Linked DNA regions of Pan troglodytes: all the other regions are linked to region 1. A link is a contact called in public Hi-C data. All regions are on one chromosome and are shown on one strand. The core of a region is the stretch at or near the end of the contact, and the rest is flanking DNA. Distances in the headings are between cores, read along the strand shown. Region 1 overlaps MN1 (MN1 proto-oncogene, transcriptional regulator). Region 2 overlaps LOC107970337 (a long non-coding RNA gene). Region 3 has its middle 170 kb from the start of MN1.

Region 1 (3,544 bases), core at 263-2,762:
TGTTCATGCCCAAGATCGGGGGTTCGCCCAGCGCGCTCATAGCAGGATCCACAGGGCCAGGGGGCCCCCCAGTGTGGAAAGCCGGGGCCTTAAAGTGGGTGTTCATGCTCAGTCCGGTCTCGTTAAAGTTCCTCTCGCCCTGGCCAGCGTTCCTGCTGTTGATCTGGGGCTCGAATTGGTCCAGCCCAAACATACTTGGCGGGGGGCAGAGGGGGATCAATAGGGCATGACAGCCGGCTCTCCGCGGCGCGCCTCCGGCCAGCTACTCGTTCCAGCCCAGGATTGGGCGCTCCGGGACGCTCAGCACCGCGGGGGCTCAGCGCGCACCTCCACCCCGCCTGATGTGAGGGACGGGGGGCGGGGTATCAGCTCCTCTCCCGAAGCTCCGATTCTGCCCGGGGAGGGCCTCTCACATCTTGCGAGGCCGCGGGGCCTCTAGGAGCCGTGTTGGGGGGCCCATGCCCCGGGCGGTTGTCACAGCCGCGGGTGGGTCTGCGGGGAGGGGACGAAGCCGCGGATGAACGGAGACAAAAAGTTAAGTGGGGGGAATGGGGAGGGAAGGGGGTTGGGAGAGCAGAGCGATCACCTTCTCAAGTCCGATTGGGTCTGCTGGGGAGCCCCCAGGACGCCGCCCGCAGCCTCCCGGAGTCCGTGGCAGAGCTGCTAAGGGCAGGGGAGGGAGACCCTTCAAAGCCGCGGCTAGCGCCGGGCACCGACAGAGCGGTCCCTCCCCCCGCCCCCCGGAGTCCCCGCGCCCCGCAGCCCGAGCCTCCACCGAGCACGATCCGCTCGCACAATCCCCGTAGGCTCCGGGCGAGCGGCTGCTGCTTCTTCAGCGGGTCGGAGGACTGGAGGCTCCGCTCGGCATCGCCGGTGCCGGCCCCCGAGCTGAGGACGCAGAGGGGCTGCGAGGCGGCAGGCGCCGGGGGCTGGAGACGAGGGTCGGGGAAAGGCGCGGCTCCTCTGCTCGGCAGCGGGTGCGCTGCGCCCGGCGCGCAGCTTCGCGGCCACGTCCGCCGCCTGCCGCTTCTGTTCTCCGCCGTTGGGTGTCTGAGTTCGCCGGAGTCTCCGCGCACCGTTGCAGGCGCGGGAGGGCAGCGAGACGAGGGGTTGGGTCGCTCCAAGGCTCCGGTTCCCTGCCTCCGCGCTGAGGTGCTTCGCGAGTCCCTCTCGGACCTGAGGGAGGGGGGCGTACGCGGGTCGGGGGGCCACGCCGGGCGAGCAGGCTAAGGCGTTCCCGCTGCGCTCTCAGAGCCCGGAATGGGGGGAGGGGGGCGCGGGGGCAGCTCTGGGGGGTCTGCGCACCCCTCTCCCGACTAGCGGGGGGGCTCTGCGTGGGGCGTTCCGAGGGTCTCGGCTCCCCTCTCTGTGTCTGCCTCTCGCCCAGCGCCGGGAGAAGCAGCAACAAGTTTTGCATTTCAGCAATCAATTTCAGCCATTACATTTGCACCAATCAGCGCCGCCCAAGTTCCGGGCCCGGGGCGGGGCTCGCTCTTAAGGTGGTCCGGGGTCCTAGCTGACGAAGCCCCCGCCACGAACCCGCACTACCCCAGCTCTGGGGTCCCCTGCGCCCGCCTCTCCTCGGGGTCCGGCGTCAGTGCGCTGGGGGCGCGCCCCGGCCTCCGGGCGCATCGAGCTGGAGAGGGTGCAGGCGGAGGAGAATGGCGGGAGCTTGGCTTTGTTCACCCCCTTCCCATTCACACTGTTCCCAACTCCCCACCCCCAACTGGAGAGAGACCCACCGGGTGGGCAGGGGGCGGGGAGGTGGGCGGTGAGCGGTACGGGGCGCTCAGACAATGAGGTCGCCAGGCAAAGACCCTGGACTCGCCACGGAAAGTCGCTAAGTGTCTACTGCACTTCGGCTCCGGGGTGAACACTCCGTTCTCCGCTAGCGGCGCCCAAGTTAGCCGGCCCTGGGATTTTCTTGGAGGGTAAAGCAGACGGGGAACCTCGAAGTTAGGGTTCTCCTCGAGAGAACTGGGAGCTTGCTCACTCCTCCGTCACTAGGGCGCTCACAATTGTTCCCCTTCCCCACTGCCTGGGGTTCCCGGTTCTCACCGGCCGGCGTGGGCTCCAAGGAGTCACAGTCACTCAGCCACTTTATGGGGGAGCACATCGGTTGAGCCCAGTAACCGGAGCGACTTGCGAGGCGGCTGGGAACCCCGAGAAGACACGCACGAAGAGGGCGCACCCGCCGGGCCGCACACCTTGCCCTGGGCCACCCGGTCCAAGACCCAGGCCCTCTGCGGGTGCGAAGTTGGCCTCCTTAAGAGATCAATTAAACTGAAGAGGCCGAGGAATGGAATTGGGCTGTGATACTAAAATCAATAGGAGTAATTTAATATCTGCCCTGCTCTTTATGAAATATTTATCCCAATAATCTTAGTTAAAATGTTTAGATCGTCCTGATCCCCACAGAGGCTGAAATCTATCTTGCAATTAGAAGTTGGAAGTTAGAGGTGATGGAGGATAGGGGTGTTTATTCTGTGCGCCTGTGTGCGTGTGCGCGCGCCTGCGTGCGTGCGTGTGTGTGTGCATGCGTGTGTGTGTGTGTGTGTTCCTCCCTAAAGTGTGTGTAGGGAAGGAGGGGGGAGAAGGCCTTTAATTTTCCTTGCCATAAAATAGCACGAGGCGATTTTGCTAGCAGATTCGCATTCTTAGGAGAAGGGCGAAAAAAGAACTTTCTTTGAAGTGCCCCTGATATCGCTATTAAATCTAAATAAAATTAAGCGTGGTGTATGAAAATGCCTTTCCCCCCCACAAAAGAAAGTGTTTATCGCCCGAGTCTGTCTAGCGTTTGCTAAATTACGCATGAAATCTGAAATGAAATAAACGTTATAATAAAACCGACCCCTGAGCCCTTTTTATTTAAAAACCTTAGATTAAGCACTCTACCCTCGCGGGCCGGAGTTAAAAAGTTACCATGTCGTACGCGCAGATTCATTGCTCCCCGGAGTTGCGGCTAGGAAGGCAGTGCTAAGTATGCCAGAACCGACATGCCGGGGGGTGGGGGGAAATGGGCTCAACTTTGGGGTAGCGGCAGAATTCCTAAGAAATTGCCCCCCGCCCAAAAAAATTTTTAATTAAAAATAAACAAACAAGAAAAACCAACAACTTTAAAACTCAGCCAGAGCAAGCTCAGATCCAAGACCTTTCCCGGGGCCTTCCTGTTGTGGAAGTTTACAGACATATATATTTTTTCTTTTTTGAAATTAAAAATGAAAATTACCCCCATCAAAAATGAGGTCCATAAATAAGCATAGGGAAGAAGTATTTGTACAGGGCGGTGGAGTTTTTAAAGGATTTTTCTGCAGGATCAGGTTGTTGGTCTGTGATTAAATATTGATTTTGTGTAATTAGTTTTCATGTGAACTATCCTCTTGCTGATAGCTTAGAGGTTTCAGAACTAGAAAAGAAATGGAATTGGACATGGAAATTATTACTTAGCAAAGTGACAGGGAAGTGAGAGCCAGAGAAAAGACTGAGGCTTTGCTGATTTAGGCACAAAGAAATAAAGGCTTGGGTAGGCCCTCCAGTGACACCC
Region 2 (3,544 bases), core at 397-2,896, 220 kb before region 1:
AATGCAATGTCCTTGCCGTTGACCCCAAGCCTCTGAAATCTGGATTGGGGAGTCTGGGGTGAAACAGACCAAAGCCCGGGGTTTGGGAGAAGTAAATGTTATATTTGGGGGCACTGGTATTTGGACCAATTGGATGCGTCTCAGAAAAAATTCCATTTTGTTCATCAGTAACCCCAGAGAAAAATGTCCAGGGGCAAAAAGGAAATGTCAGAACAGGCCTGCTAGCAAGAAGACAGAACAATCTTTTCATTCCTGTGTTCTGCTACATGCTGCCGATGAAGAAGCTGGTTAAGTTAAATATGAGACATTTCCAGCCAAGATTGTAGGAGCCGGTTTCCAAGCTCAATTTTGCCACTAACTCTCAGCGTGGTATGAACCTTAGTTTCCCCATCAGCAAATTGAGAACTAAAGATATCTTTAAGATTCCTTTCCATTTTAAATGTGTTCAGTCCCCAAGACACCCTCGAGAGGCCAACCTGGCCTGGCTCTCCCCACTGCATGCAGTGGAAACTAAGGCTCAGGAAGGGCAGAGGGCTAGCCCCCAGTCTCATGGTAGCTTCAAACTGGACTCAGCCTTAGAATTCCTGCTTGGACCACAAAATTCAGCTCTCGTGGCAAACTGCCCCCTGCACCATGAGAGCCCAGCAACCTTGCAGAGCAATGGGTCCCTTTCAAGGGTCTGGCTCCTCTCAGCCTGGGGCCGGATGGTGTCACGGAGACATCTGGGGGCAGTCTGGCAACCCCCTCAGCCTCTGGGTCTCTGAGACATCCTGGGCCGTGGTGCACATCTGGCTAGTTGGCCGGAACCACAGCAAACATCTGTGGGAAGGGAGGGAAGGGAGGAAGGAAGCTGGTGCTCCCAGGGTCTGAGGGACAGAGTCCTGGCCCTGCTCCAGATAGCCAGGTAAGCACTTTGGCTTCAGGTTTTGGAATGTGTCTATGAGTCAGTGCATGCATGCACATGGTATACGTGTGTGTACGTGTGTTCGTGTAAGCACTGTGTCTATCGTGTGTTGTATGTGCATGCATGTTGCATATGCATATGTGTTCTTGTGCTGCATCCATGTCTTTGTGTGTGTGTTGCCTGTGTGTTTGCATGCACACATGTATTGTATCTGTGCTTGCTTGTGTGTACATACATGGATAGGTGGATGTGTCTAGGTGTATGTAACAGGGATGTATAGCAGCAAAGACTGAGCTTGAATTCCAGGCCCACCACTTCCTGGCTGTGTGACCCTGAACCAGTTAGTGTACCTCTCTGGGTCCCATTCAGCTCATGAGGCTTTGGGGAGCTAACCCATGAAGACCAATGAACACTGGCCCACAGCAAAAGCTGCATAACTGGCTGCGATTATTCCGCTTCTTTTCCTGCCGGCTGCGTCTCTGGGTGCCGCAAAGATCCAGCCATCAGGGCCGGCTGCTTGTTGATGGGCCTGCATGCCGCCCCCCGTAAATTCAGGAATCGCCTGCCGCAGGAATGCCATATTTCTATCATCTCCCAGACAGCGTCAGCCTTCTCTGAGCTGTTTCCCTTTGGCTCACAGCCAGGTTTAAGAGTTTTACGAAAATTCCCAAGACCTTTAGCCGTCTGGACTTGAGAAGACAGGGCTGCTGTGCTGGGGAGAAAATGAGAGGCTACTGAAGGCAGGAAGCAGGCTGCATTCCTGGTCCCAAGGAGGTGCGGCTGGCGGGAGGCTCAGAAAGCCCAGGACATTCTTCTCCAAGTTAAAAATACGCAGCACGTCAGCTGCAGCAAAGGCCTCTGCAACCTAAATCTATTCCAGAAAGCGGAAAGGTACAGCAGCATAGATGTTTCAGGCTAAGAGGAAAAGAAGGTCGTTCGGTCCCAACACTGAAGGCTCCCAGCCGACCTGTGTCCTCCGCACCGTCACCCCTGACAGCGGTGTTCCTTCCACCAAGTCCGCGCGTCCTTAGCGACATTCTCCAATGCACGGCACCCAGATCTGGGGTTCAAATCCCAGCTCCACCCCTTACTGTGTGTCCTCTGGAGACTTGCTCTACCTCTCTGAGCCTCAGTCCTTTCAACTTTAAAATAGGAACAAGAAGGCATTCCTTAAGAGGTGCACTGAGGGTTAACAGAGATGGTGTCTGTGAAGCGGAGCCTGGTCTCCTTCCAAACTCAGGCAGGGCCTACCCCTGGGTGAGCTCCGCCTCTCCTGACATACACACTTGTTTGAGGGGCAGGGAATGCCCCAGGCTCGGGAGTCAGGAGGTCTCAGCTGTGTTTGCTGTGTGGCTTTAGGCAAATCACTGAACTTTTCTGTGTGACACTCCCACTTCCCCACCCATGAAATAAGATGGTTGAACTGGATCAGTAAGTCCCAAAAAGAGGTTTAAACACCCCAGTGGCTGGGAGATGGTGGTACACAGGCATAAAACTTTTTGTTTTTAATTCTCAAATATTTATTTTTATGTGTATTAAAAATATCACTTCCAATTTGGGATGTCATGGATATTGTTGCTAAGGCTGAGGCTAAAATCTTTTTTAAGTGAGTTAGTGTAAAGTGGATTTAAAGAATGATGTTGGGTTAATAATGGGGCAAAAACTACCTAGGTGGCCATGAAAGACCGAGATTGGGGGATATTCCACCAAGAAGGTAATCTCAACCCCTGGCTTCTCTCCTTCTTGGTTTTGATATTATAAGTAAGGACCTGGCACAGTGGCTTATGCCTGGAATCCCGGCACTTTGGGAGACCAAGGCCGGAGGATAACTTGAGGCCAGGAATTTGAGACCAGCCTGGGCAACATAGTGAGACTGCATCTCTACAAAAAATTTTTTAAATAGCCAGGTGTGATGATGTGTGCCTGCAGTCCCGGCTACTCAGGAGGCTGAGGCAGGAGGATCACTAGAGCCCAGAAGTTGGAGATTGCAGTGAGCTAGGATTGCACCCCAGCACTCCAGCCTGGACTACAGAGCTAGATTCTGTCTCTAGAAAAACTAAAAAATAAAATTATGGGTAAGTCATGGCATCTATGAGCCTTAGTTTCCTAGTCAGTGAAATAAGGATAATAAAAGGTGCCCCCCAAGGCCACGACGAAGGTCTAATGAGAAGATGTCTTGCAAAGCACCTGACAAGATGCCTGGCAAATAACAGATGCCCAGAGGAGTGACTGTTATTGCGGAACTTGTATCATAAGCCTAAAAAATTAATCATCATATCCTGAATTACTATTAATTGTATTATTATTATCTTCCAGACACTGTTCCAAGCACTTTATATGAATACAGCAGGGATCATTTATGAAGCACTGATTGTGTAACAGGCCCTAACCACATTTTATCTCATTTAATAGCTCTGTAGTTCACACAAACGGCTCTGTAGTTCACAATTCCAACAGATGGCTATTGAGCATTTACTTGATTCAAGACACAGAAGATTCCAGAGTAAACAAGCCAGGAGAATCCCTGCCTGGTGAGGCTTCAGTGATACAAGGGCTATTTTACAGCTGAGAGGTCTTGGAGATGAGATGAAGCTCTAGGACAAGGCAGAGGGCAAATGTGAGCCTGAGTCTGTCTGATTC
Region 3 (3,544 bases), core at 434-2,933, 170 kb before region 1:
CCAGATAATCCAGGATAATTTCTCTATTTCGAGATCCTTAACTTCAAAGTCTCTTTGGCCACATAAGGTAACATATTACAGGTTTCAAGGATTAGGAAGTGGACATCTTGCAGGTGGGAGATGGGGCATTATTCTGTCTACTACAACCACATGGGAGGAAAGTGGCAAAACCAGTTTGAACCAGTCTGACTGGCTCCAAAGTTTGTTTCCTCTACCCCCAGATTCCACCAAGGTCCTAAAGAATAATGGCTAGTGTTGCCAGGTAACATACAGAACAAATCAGATTTTCTTAGTATGAGGATATCCCAAATATTTCATGAGACAGACATACTAATTTTATATATTATTTATCTGAAATTCAAATTTAACTGGAAGTCCTGTGTCTTTTTTTTTTTTTTTTTTTTTTTTTTTTTGAGATAGAGTCTTGCTCTGTCGCCCAGGCTGGAGTGCAGTGGCATGATCTCGGCTCACTGCAACCTCCGCCTCCCAGGTTCAAGCAATTCTCCTGCCTCAGCCCCCTGAGTAGCTGGGACTACAGGTGTCCACCACCATGCCCGGCTAATTTTTTATGTTTTTTTAGTAGAGATGGGGTTTCACCATGTTAGCCAGGATGGTCTCCATCTCCTGACCTCGTGATCCACCCGCCTTGGTCTCCCAAAGTGCTAGGGTTACAGGCGTAAGCCACTGCGCCTGGCCTCCTTTGTCTTTATTTGCTAAATTGGGCAATCCAGAAAAAAAGAATATATATATATGTATCAATCAGAAAGAAAAAGGAGAAAATCTGGGTTCAAGTCTTGGATCCAGCCAGGAATGAACTGGGAGGCTTCATTTCCCCTCTCTGGGCCTCAGTTTGCCCATCTGTAAAATGGAGCAGTAATAGTAACTGCCCCCATCCCCCAAAAATATATGCCATCAATAACACACAGGAGAAAGTGTCTGCACACTGTAGAGAGCTGTGCCCACCAGAGGAGCCAGCTCCACCCCCTCTCCTAATCCCCAGGGCAGGGACTGAAGAGGCTATTCCCAGGGCCCAGCCCAGATGGGGCTTAAACTCCAGTCAGACAGGAGCCAATTTCCCTGGCTCATTATCCCAAACCAAATTAGGGGCAGCCCAGGCTGTGCCACTCATGGCTTAATTGGGACTCACAGACACCCCGCCCCGTGCCTTCTTTCTTTCCCACACCCCTGTCCCCAGCCAGGCCGTGCCTTAGGGGAGCCAGAGGCTGCCTGGGCCTTGCCACCTGGGCCCTCGCAGACGCCCCAGTGTAATCAATTAGACCCAGGCCAGGCTGGCTTGGGATGGGGGCGCCGCTGGGCAGCTGGGCCCAGCATCGATCCCGGCCCCTCTCGACCCCCAGGGAGGGGAGGCAGCCAAGAAAGCCGTGCAGATGGCGGTCTCCACGGCCCTCTGCCCCTACCCCCCACCCCAGAGCTGCCTGTGGGTGTACTCAGCCCGGACAGAGAACGGTGCACCTGGTGGGCTCCGCATGAGCCTGGAGGCTGGACTTTGTTGCTTGGTCCCCAAAAGGGGCAGAAAATATTTAGGAAATGCTGTCCTGCTGGGATCCATGTGTCCCCCCCAACTGGAGTATCCTTCATCCCTCTAAGCCACCTGGAGGCCTGCTCAGGCCCCTATTCTAACCAGGCCAGGCCCCCCAGGGGGAGCCACTCCAGAGGCTCTGAACGCAGCAGGGCAGAGGTGGGGGCAGGGACTTTCTTTGAAGAATCTTCTCCTGGGGCCTCCCCTCTGCTCCCATCCCCCATCACAAAGGTTGGTCAGGCGAGCAGGGCGGGGGGTGGGTGGAGGGAAGACAGGGGACAGGGCTGATGTCAATCAAAGGATTCCCATCTGGGGATCATGAGGAGGCCTGGGGACCCTGGAGGACACTGCCGCCATCAATGCTATCTGAACCCCCACCCACCTCCCACCACCCCAGGCAGCAGGCATGAAAGCTTCGGAACCAGAGAGGGTGGTGTGGAGGGGAAAGGGACCTCCTACATGTGTGTTTTCAGAGGGCTGTGGGGGTAAGACTCTGTTTGCAATGATGCAGTTTCAGGGGGTCCATGTGCCTGAGGCAGGGATTTCTCTGTATCTGGATGACTCTGTATTCCCATGCCAGACACACAGTAGGTGTTAAGAATCATTTGCAAAATGGGAGGCATGTGGGGTCTCTGTTTCTAAGCTCTTATAAGTTGGCCTGGAAGGGAGTGTGCATGTGGGGTGTGTGTATATGTGAATATATGTGTACATGTGAGTGTGTGTATGTATGTATGAGTGCGCATGTGTGTATGTGTTAGTGTGCGTATATGAATGTGTGTATATGTTAGTGTGTGTATATTTGGATGTGTATTTTAGTGTGTGTATGTGAGTGTGTATACATGTGAGTGTGTGTATATGTGACTGCATGGGTGTATATGTAAATATGTGTATCTATGAATGTGTGTATATGTGTGTAAGTTTGTGTATATTTCAGTGTGTATTTTAGTGTGTATGTGTGTAGATGTGTGTGTAGATGTGATTGTGTGTGTATATGTATATGTGAGTATGCATGTGTGTATGTGCGTGTGTGTATATGTAACTGTATGTGTGTATATGTAAATATGTGTATATATGCATGCGTGTGTATGTGTGTAAGTTTGTGTATATTTCAGTGTGTATTTTAGTGTGTATGTGTGTAGATGTGATTGTGTGTGTATATGAGTATGCATGTGTGTATGTGTGTATATGTAAATATGTGTATATATGCATGTGTGTATATGTGTGCATGTTTCTATATATTCAGTGTGTATGTGTGTATATGTGAGTGTGTGTGTATGTGATTGTGTGTGTATATGTGAGTATGCATATGTATGTGAGTGTGTGTATATATGAATGTGTGTATATGTGTGTATATGTTAGTGTGTATATTTGAGTGTGTATTTTAATGTGTGTATGTGAGTGTGTGTATATGTGAGTATGCGTGTGTGTGTGTGTATGTGTGACTCCATGTGGCATTTTTCTCCCTCTGGGCCAGCGTGTGTATTTAACAAAGGACTTGGGGGCTTTGCCTCCCACCTTGGAGTCCCCAGGCCCAGGAGTGCCACTCCGTGTAGACCTCAAGCCTCAGCCTCCATGCTTAGGGAGCTTCTCTGCTCCAGCCCTGGTGTCACACTTGGTGAAAGACACATTTAGAAGAACAAAATCATGTAAAAATAATAAGATAAAAATCACCTGTGGTGACACCACCTAGAAATATGCTTGAACCTGAGCCTTTACCATGGGTCCCCTCCGTAAAGGAAGCATTGGAAGTAGTGAAGCATGGCTTGAAGAGGAATAGGCATGGAGACTCTGGGAGTGAATACATGCAAAGCGCTTAGAATAAACAGTGCTGGCAGCACGCAAGCACCGTCAGAGTGTTTATTAACATCATCAATCATCACTATCACACACTGAGGTTTCCTTACCTTAAGATGTGTGCTCTTCTTGTCAATTTCACTCGTTAGTCCTCAAGCAGTCATTATTGCGCCCACTTTGCAGATGAGGAAACTGAGGCCCAGAGACGGA

The links. A called contact is a pair of places that touch in the nucleus more often than the background predicts.
Region 2: a Hi-C map of stem cell-derived neural progenitor cells shows a contact between it and region 1, with 2.8 times the contacts expected there. The contact joins two enhancer-like sites. A contact is called at or near these places in 1 of 7 Hi-C or Micro-C datasets (stem cell-derived neural progenitor cells) and 1 of 1 datasets of contacts at active chromatin or transcription factors (stem cell-derived excitatory neurons).
Region 3: a contact with region 1 is called in a Hi-C map of induced pluripotent stem cells, with 2.0 times the contacts expected there. The contact joins two enhancer-like sites. A contact is called at or near these places in 1 of 7 Hi-C or Micro-C datasets (induced pluripotent stem cells) and 1 of 1 datasets of contacts at active chromatin or transcription factors (stem cell-derived excitatory neurons).

What each region holds. Positions count from the first base shown.
Region 1 is chr23:29,954,424-29,957,967 of NHGRI_mPanTro3-v2.0_pri, forward strand. MN1 (MN1 proto-oncogene, transcriptional regulator) reads right to left here. Exons shown (of 2, transcript XM_016938877.4): 1 at 1-3,544. The coding sequence starts at 193. Among named protein-coding and RNA genes, the nearest start is that of MN1, 8.4 kb to the right of the region's middle. Within about 2 kb of position 1,513, at least 14 of the 24 cell types and tissues checked have an H3K27ac peak or open chromatin away from gene starts, as enhancers often do. A contact at or near this core is called in induced pluripotent stem cells and stem cell-derived neural progenitor cells, where this site is marked.
Region 2 is chr23:29,734,840-29,738,383 of NHGRI_mPanTro3-v2.0_pri, forward strand. The region is part of intron 1 of LOC107970337 (a long non-coding RNA gene); the gene reads right to left. Among named protein-coding and RNA genes, the nearest start is that of MN1, 230 kb to the right of the region's middle. Within about 2 kb of position 1,647, at least 3 of the 24 cell types and tissues checked have an H3K27ac peak or open chromatin away from gene starts, as enhancers often do. A contact at or near this core is called in stem cell-derived neural progenitor cells, where this site is marked.
Region 3 is chr23:29,788,453-29,791,996 of NHGRI_mPanTro3-v2.0_pri, forward strand. No RefSeq gene overlaps it. Among named protein-coding and RNA genes, the nearest start is that of MN1, 170 kb to the right of the region's middle. Within about 2 kb of position 1,684, at least 4 of the 24 cell types and tissues checked have an H3K27ac peak or open chromatin away from gene starts, as enhancers often do. A contact at or near this core is called in induced pluripotent stem cells, where this site is marked.